Regions from separate parts of the Mus musculus genome. Here regions 1 and 2 are each linked to region 3. A link is a contact called in public Hi-C and HiChIP or PLAC-seq data. All regions are on one chromosome and are shown on one strand. Each heading gives the region's core, a stretch centred on a gene start, on an enhancer-like site or on the middle of the called end of the contact. The rest is flanking DNA. Distances are from core to core; before and after follow the strand shown.

Region 1 (2,700 bases), core at 127-2,626, 560 kb before region 3:
TGAAAAGGGGATCGCTGTTGCTCCTAAGTGTAAAAGGATGGGATGGAGAGAAGGAATCTGATGGGTCTGTGATCCCACGGGCAAAAACAGACTTGGGGATGAAGCAGATTTGTTTGTTTTGAGTGGTATGTATGAAGTAGGCTATTGAACCCAGGGTCTCCGGCATGCTAAACGTATGCTGTGCCACCAACCAACACAATCAACACTACAGTCATGAAGCCCAATTTTGTAGATTCTAGTCTTTACTTCATCCTTACTGTACTGTGTTGGCAACTGAAAAAAAAAAAAGCCAAATTCCTGGGCACACATTTCTCCAACAGTAAAAACTACGTGTGCATACTTAGCCCAGGGCTGAATATACATAACCTTATTGAATTCTCGGAACAACTCCACGGGGGAAAGGACAAATTATTGGCCACCCAGGCAGGATTTTAACATCTGAGGGCCACGCCTGGGACCCCTGGGTCACATGTTCTCACTTCAGCTAACACAGTGTATGCTAACACATCCTCCAGACTGAATGTTGCCACGAAAGTGTGAAATGTATTCACAGGGTGAAAGACGATTACAAGCTGAGAACCAAGGCCGAGCAAGGGATGACTTGTCTATACTTTTTGGGAGTAGAAGAATATTTCGTGTGTGATTGTTTTCTACATTGTTAAGAGGCCCAACGCGCCTGGTGCCTGTATTTTAGAGGCCACTAGAATCTCCCAGGTGGCAGAACAGCACAAACACTTCTTTCTGAATTGGCCCAGTATAGGAGTGTTACTTGTCTGGTTGCAAACCATCAAACAAAAGGACCCCGTCCTTGAGTATATTATATGTTTATTAGATGCCAGGTGTGATTGTGTGCAGCTGGCCTGGTTAGGCTAGGCCAACCCTTTGTACAGGGCCTCAGGTTTGAAAGTGTGCCCTGGAGAGGCAAGAGTCTATTGCTGTTCCTTCCTTTGAGCCAGATCTTCAGCAGTCCCTCAGAGCTCCCGGTGCAGCCTCTGTCTACAGACAGTCAATAAATGTCAATGTGTACAGCTTGACGGATGTCTGCTGTTTGGTGCAGGGCTCAGACATCGCTTTTCCAGGCCTGGATCATATCTTTCTTCTGGATCACGGAGGCAGCAACAGGCAGGTGAATCATCCCCTCAGACGAGGGAACAACTTGTACAGGGCAGCGCCTGATGTCTGTGGATCTATCCCTTCCCAAACCAGCCTGGCTCAGCTCTCTTCGCCATGACAGCAGGCAGACACATTGATTTAGTTGCATCCTTTCTGTTAAGCCCACACATACCCAGGGCTGTTGTGTGAGCTCGTGTGACCTTCAGAAAGAGCAGAGCCTCTGGGTGCAATCTATAGAGCTTTGGAAAACTCCAAGAGGAAAGGATAACAAGTGGCTACTTGGAGTTTGGCTTTGGGCCTATAAGTGCCTGCAGCCAGCGGGCCATGTTTACCAAGTTGGGCCTACTTCTGGACAGCCAGGCAGAAGCAGGATTTAAACCTTTGCTTGTTTCCATTTGCTCAAAGAAGATAATTTGTTATGGAGCAGTCAGAGCACAGGGAGGAAGTGCTCATTCCTGAGACAAGAAGATCTTTATAGCAGTTAGACTTCCTCTCCTGTGTAGACAGAAGAGGCCTACTTCCTTCTTGCTGCTTGGTTGGGGCTCACTATAATAAGACAGCTTGCTGTCACAAAGCAAACGTGTCCTTAAATCAGTGCATGCCACATGCAATCTATACACGGTGCGGTGCCAACCTCTTAAGTTTGATGGACCCGCCTCTCTAGGAGGGGTGGTGAAGGGAAATAAGGGTGCCTCTTACTGAGTCCCACATGGCTCTACTTCCTCTGCTGAGAAGAACTGGGCAGAGGATTTTCTGGGGGAGGCTCAGGAACTATAAACTATCATTTGAGGCTCTTTCCAGAGGTTCTCTTGCTGGCAGGCATGCAGCAGAGGCATCAAGATGCTTAGAGGAGAAGATGGAACCTTTGTGAGTTTCCCGGGCTCTTTGCCCCCACTCCATGACTTACCTTTCAGTTGCTGTGCTGCATGGCTCCCCAGGAGCTAGAGCAGGAATGCGGCTGCTTTGTCAGCTGAAGCCTCGGTACCCAGAAGGCAGCGTAGGCAACGGGGAGAGAAGGGGTAGAAGATGCCAAGGCTGCTATCTTTACGTTTGTTCTGCATGCTCTCCATCCACTTTGCAGCTTTGTCTTTTGATCCAGACACAGGCCACAGCCACACCAGACAAATCACTGGAAGTGGTAAAAACTTTATAAACTTGAAGAGAGTGCCCTGCAAATACAGTATACTTCTATAAACGCCAGGGACACTCAGTGGGGGGACCAGCTCAGCTCTAGAGGTCTCATATTCTTTATTTGGGTTTTTTTTCAGAGCTCTACTTGTCTTGACACTAAGGCTTCTGGATAAGAAGTGACTATGATCTTCAGGTATCCTTCTAGAGCTATACTTTGGTATACAGTGTGGTCTAGAAAAAGATTGGAATTTGGACTCAACCAACCTGGGACTAATTATGGGAGGTCACCATTTAGGAACTTTACAAATTGCCTGAGTTCTGATTTCCTTGCCCCTCAAAGAGAGTTTATAATTACATCTTACCTGAAACGGTTTCGGGAAGATCAATTGAGAATTGAGAACAGACCTGGCACCGTGTAAAGTGCTTTCGCAGTACAGTCTTTATTGGTCTCCTGCC
Region 2 (2,707 bases), core at 45-2,544, 520 kb before region 3:
GGGCCTTCGGAAGTGACTGGGATGCTGGCCTTCTCCATTCATTGACGCTGTTCAGATGACCTCTGTGAGTAATGTCCTTGAGCTTATACTCCAGGGAAGGCAACACCAGGATGGAAAGCACTCGAAGTTTCCCAGCTTAGTGGCAGGGTATGGTGGTTGCAAGGATTTGCTCAGAGTACTCTGCGTGTCAAGACCTAAGGTCTGGAAGCACAGGCTGTCCCTGCAGACCACAGGAAAACACAGCAGTCACCACTATTGTCAAGTTAGTCCCAGGCTCAAGGACTAGGCAGGATGCTGGGCCTGCCAGAGAAAGTTGTGTGCATTCCATGTGCAAGATACCTTGCAGACAGATGGTGCTCAGAGAGGATTCGTCCACTGTAGGAACACACTTTCATGCAGAACACATAGACTCAGACAGACACAGACACAGACACAGACAGACAGACAGACAGACAGATACCCCCCTACATCTGTCCCACTGCCGATACTTTTCTATAGGGAATCACACAACACAGACACACACATACACACACACACACACACACACACACACACACACACACTTTACACACATGCTCTATGCTGTTATGTAACTTAAAAAAATATAGTTGGAAAAAAACCAAAACAGATCAAGCTAGAGATGATAGTGGGTTCTCATGTACCCATCTCTCAGATCCAGGATGGTTATCATTTCAAATCGTTTGCTCTGCCTCTCCTCTGTGCATTGTTACCTTCCCTCAGCTTTCTCTGAATTTCTCTCCCGGTGCCTCCTCTTTCTTTCCCCTCACAACAGGCCTGTTGAGTTTTGCCAGGTGGTTATGATTAGCCTCCTTTGACAAAGACAAACCCTGTTTCAGAGAGTCAAAGAAGGTTTCCCAAGGTCCTAGAGTAAGGGATAGCTCAGGCCTTAGTACCTGATGGTGTATTCTCTCCACTAGTCTGCTTCAACCGTATTAGGCTGCTGGCAGGGTGTGTGACTTGTTGGGTCTATAGCCAGTGTGGGGTCAATGGGACTCTTAGTTTACCAGGTTCAGCCTTCCTTTTTTAACCCCTGTGTGTGTCCTGCCCTGCTGTCAGGGCCCTCTGACTTGAGGGATTAGGGAGAAAAGGGCAAACTCAGCTCTCTGAGGCCTTTCATCTGTGGCTTCCTTGGATCATGGCTGCGGGATGTTTATGAAACTCTGAATCAATTTGAGGCGCAGAGATTTTCAATCAGGGAAGCAGATTGTGCTGAGAGGGTCAAAAGGCCTGTCGCCAGCAAGGAGCTCGGCATCTGACATATTAATCTGAGCTGTCAGAACCAATATGTGTAACAGAGGTGTGGAGGTACAGGCCCTGTTTCTGCAAAGGAGTCGGGGGGAAAAGTGGGGGAAATACCACCCTGGGAGAATATGACATTTCACAGATTCCAGGAGAGCCAGCCCTGCCCTGCAGCTCAGCCTGTGACCACTGTGGCCCCTGTTCACTGGAGAGGGCAGGGGTACAGGCTGGGGGCTGAGAGTGGTGGGAGGCTCTGAGCCTCACAGTAGTGTCCTGTTGCTCAGTAGGTAACATTTACTTGGCTTGCCCTAGACAAGCTTTCTCTTCTCTTCTCTTCTCTTCTCTTCTCTTCTCTTCTCTTCTCTTCTCTTCTCTTCTCTTCTCTTCTCTTCTCTTCTCTTCTCTTCTCTGCTGCCACCTGACTTCCAGAGCCCTCTCACTGGCACAGGAGGCAGAGCTGAGCCCCAGCAGGAAGCAATGTTACATAGAGCCCAATGTTACGTACAGCATGTGAGCTGGCTAGCCAGAGTCAAGCCTCTGGGAGGACACCTGCCTTGGCGAAACTGATACCCATTAACACACCTTGTGCTCTAAGCACTGCTTCCTTGTGTCCCATCTCCATCCCCCAAAGGCCCATTACTTTACTTGGCAGGAGCTGGCTGCTGCTGCTGGTGACTGATTTGAGAATCATGTGAGGATATGGCGTGTCCGTCTGTCTGTATAGGTAGCTACTATGTAATGAGTCTGAGCATTATGCCTCAGGCTCTCTTATGTTTGGGGTTATACATGGGATCAGGGTGGACCTGGGAAAGCTCCGTGGTACTTGAACTTCTTATACCAAGTGAATCTAAGTGAATGCATGAATGAAGGTCACAGTGTAACCCAGACAGCTGAGTTCAGGGGATGTTGTTCTCATTTCCGGGTATCACTTAGCTACTGCTGGGCCTGGCTGATTTGGTGAGCTCCGTATTGGTGATCACATAAAGAGTTATTCCCCATCTGATAGAACAAATTCTGCATTCGGAAAACTAGCCATACAGATAGCTTTTGTTAGCTCTCAAAAGGTGACAATGTCTTTAGTGTGACACCTGGGGGAAGATTCAGAAGCTCAAATACCTGCATACTGCTGAAGTCCCCAGTGGGAGGTGTGTGTGTGGGAGATTCTGACCCCTGTTAGAATGATTACAAGCCAGTGGCCACCTGGGTCAGCCTCCATGGTGCTGGGCCCTTCCTTGTGGTGATGGCTAAGGTTGACTGTCAACTTGATTGGATTAATAAGTGCCTAAGAGCTAATCAAGGCACATCCTTGGGTGTGTCTGCATGGACATCTCCTCAGAGCACTGGATCCTGAGGGTTCTGGTACGTTGAACGGGTTTATCTGTTGATGGAGTCATAACGTGATATTATTGGACAGCAGTAAAGGGCAAGAAATGGGGGCCTCTGGGGG
Region 3 (2,700 bases), core at 126-2,625:
TTTATTATAATTTACTCAAGGAGAGAAAAGACATCCTTTATCAATGCACTTAGTAAATGCTGGTTATTGTTGCTCAAGGGGCTTCTAAGTTAAGAATGATGCAGACCAGACCCTCATAGCTCCTCCTCTATTCATCCCCACCCCATAGGAGTTTCAGATGAGAACAATACCCAGTTAAATAACTAAGATAATTTTCTGGTAAGAAGCGTTACTTGAGGGCAGCCCTTGTCTCAGATATTTTTTCCTTCCTTATCATCATAAAAAAAAATTGGTTTTATATTGTGTTTTACAACCAACAAAGACCATTTCGCATCTGTCTGTCACACTCCCTACAAAAACCTGGTTGGAGCCACCAAAAATAGCACCATGGCTTTACAGATGGAACAGTGGACAAAACTACGAAGGGACATCTATAAAGCCACCTTTCAAGTAAATCATCGAGCTTGAACTTAGCCAGGTCTTCCTCCTCAAAGTGTAGTGTGATTTCCTCCTCCGTCATCCCCCTTCTTCATAGCAGAGCAATATAAAACCAGCTGGCTCCACTGAGAGGGGCCAGGGGTGGGGAGGGACAGACACTGCAGGCAGGGCTGATCTGGAGCAGCCTTCGGCCAAGAGTGAGTTTTCTACAAGAGCGGAAAAGTTTCTTAAGTGGCCTTTGGCTTCGAAGAGGCTCTGCTTCATCTCTCTTTGACATGGTCCCTGGGAAGAGGGGAGCTGGGGTGGAAAGGATGGGGAATGTAGGGAAGGCTGTCATTTCCATGTTGTCTGTTATCCATCCACACAACCCCTGGGGACCTATTTTCAGACTTGTCTGCTTGCCCAGAAAGGGGCAGGGCCCAAGTTTCACAGAAATTAGAAGCACACAGGTCCTCGGCGACAGAAACAATGATGAAGAGATGCACGCTGATTCAAACCAGTGCCTCCGACACTCGGGGGCAAGAAGAGCCCAGGCTTTTATTATTTTTATTTTCCGCTTAAAAGCAAAGACACCACCCCCCGCCCTAATTGGAATCAGAGCTTCAGAGAATGTTAGAATTGCAGTGAATTTCAGACATGACGATCCAGATGCTTCATTTCATAAAGGGCCGAAAGGCGGAAGAGCTTGGCTAAAGCTGTAGAGCAATCTAGTTGAGTCCCGGAGCAGGGCGGAGCCACATCCCTCTGGCTCCTGACACAGCGCTCTCCCTGCCCCCTTCAGAAGGTTTTCTGAGTGGGCGACAGCCCGGGTGGAGGAGAGGTTGCGCTGCTTGGAGCTTGTGACTCTCTCATCCATGCTGGCAAACACCTTCTTGAAGTGTCTGGCAGCCTGCTCCGGTGTTCACTGCGGAGTGAAGGCAGTAAATCAGGGCTTGCCCAGGGACAGCAGCCTCAGCAATGGCGTGTGCATCTGAGCACTGCAAGACTCCCGGGAAGGAGAGCTCTCTCCCTCTGCAACTATATCATACCTTTTACAAAAAGTCACTTTGAGGTCACTGGGTTTTTTTTGTCCAGTATTTCAATACATTAAATGCAATTACTTCATTGTTGATTTACCTGTCATTACAGGCATGTGTTTGAACATGATTTATTGAGTGAGTTTTGTGCCAGTTGACTTGCGATAGATTGCACAATATTCAAAGGGGCTCATTTGCTTGGCGTTACATTAGAGGCACGATGATTGCAACACAAAGCAATGTAAATGAATTCTGAGAGGCTCCATCATTCATGTTGTCATGTACTGAATCCTATTATTATTTATTACCATAATTGTACTGTGTTTCCTGGGGCGATAAATTAGGAATGATGGGCCCCGCTGACAGTCAAGGGCTGGACTCGCTCTATATAATTTAATAGGGATACTGTAGGGTCTGTGTGTTTGGAGGAGATTTGGGTAATGGTTAAAAAAAGAAAAAAAAAAAGAAATGATTTTTTTTTTTTTACAAAAAGTATAAAAGCTTTCCAAGTTTATTTTTCCCCCTTCCTCTTTCTTTAATGCCTTGGCTACGTTTAAAGTCCCAATAAAAGCTAAAGTAAAAGAAACGTTCTGTCTTCTAGCATGAGATGTTTAAAACTCACTACCTCCAGACACAGTCCAATCCCCGTGGGGTTCTGACAGGTGGTATTAACCCTTGCACCAACAGGGCATCCTGGGGCATGAAGAATCTAGAATTGCCAGGACTTCAATGGCCAGGATGAGGGAGATCACATTAACCTTGCACAAAATTGACTCTAACAGAGCTCCGGGCACTTCATCTTATCTGGTAGGGTGGTGTTTCTGTAGAAGTCAAACCATGCTGGTCAGAACATCAGAGTTGGTACAAAATTGCTGAAGAGGATGGAAGAGGGTTGGGGGAGCCTTGGGAGAGCCTTAGCAGAGCGTGTCACGAAAAACGAGCAGTAGGGGAGACCTGAGAGGACACCCACCTCAAGCCTGTTGAACCTTTGGTGAGGAAACTGCCAAATAGAGAGGATAGACAGCCAACAGACAAACAGCTGCTAGAAATGCCCTGTCTTGCCCAGTTACAGTTTAGATACAAAATGCCCCCCCCCCCGGGGAGCACATCTGATGGACACTTGACCCCTAGCAACTGGTGGTATTTTGAGATGTTCTAGACACTTTAGGAAATGAGCCCTAGCTACAGGAAGTAGGTCATGGGGTCAGATCCTTAGGGCTTCCACCCAGTCCCTTCCTGTGACGAAGAGGTCCCTCTGCTGCATTCT

Evidence for each region. Hi-C and Micro-C count contacts between places; a contact is called where the count stands out from the background. HiChIP or PLAC-seq counts read pairs in DNA pulled down with a chosen protein or histone mark.
Region 1: a Hi-C map of uterus shows a contact between it and region 3, with 3 times the contacts expected there. The contact joins two enhancer-like sites. A contact is called at or near these places in 1 of 15 datasets of contacts at CTCF or cohesin (stem cell-derived epiblast-like cells), 5 of 484 Hi-C or Micro-C datasets (the G1E-ER4 cell line, urothelial organoids and uterus), 1 of 115 datasets of contacts at active chromatin or transcription factors (embryonic basal ganglia) and 3 of 9 other capture datasets (embryonic stem cells, embryonic tail and embryonic trunk).
Region 2: an H3K4me3 HiChIP or PLAC-seq map of craniofacial prominence shows a contact between it and region 3, with 5 times the contacts expected there. The contact joins two enhancer-like sites. A contact is called at or near these places in 2 of 484 Hi-C or Micro-C datasets (cerebellar granule neurons and nephron progenitors), 7 of 115 datasets of contacts at active chromatin or transcription factors (cardiomyocytes, craniofacial prominence, embryonic basal ganglia and 4 more) and 1 of 9 other capture datasets (embryonic stem cells).

What each region holds. Positions count from the first base shown.
Region 1 is chr8:26,906,672-26,909,371 of GRCm38.p6, reverse strand. No RefSeq gene overlaps it. Among named protein-coding and RNA genes, the nearest start is that of Gm45572, 58 kb to the left of the region's middle. Within about 2 kb of position 1,376, at least 27 of the 459 cell types and tissues checked have an H3K27ac peak or open chromatin away from gene starts, as enhancers often do. A contact at or near this core is called in uterus, where this site is marked.
Region 2 is chr8:26,867,033-26,869,739 of GRCm38.p6, reverse strand. No RefSeq gene overlaps it. Among named protein-coding and RNA genes, the nearest start is that of 2310008N11Rik, 44 kb to the right of the region's middle. Within about 2 kb of position 1,294, at least 9 of the 459 cell types and tissues checked have an H3K27ac peak or open chromatin away from gene starts, as enhancers often do. A contact at or near this core is called in craniofacial prominence, where this site is marked.
Region 3 is chr8:26,350,781-26,353,480 of GRCm38.p6, reverse strand. No RefSeq gene overlaps it. Among named protein-coding and RNA genes, the nearest start is that of Gm31843, 30 kb to the left of the region's middle. Within about 2 kb of position 1,375, at least 87 of the 459 cell types and tissues checked have an H3K27ac peak or open chromatin away from gene starts, as enhancers often do. A contact at or near this core is called in craniofacial prominence and uterus, where this site is marked.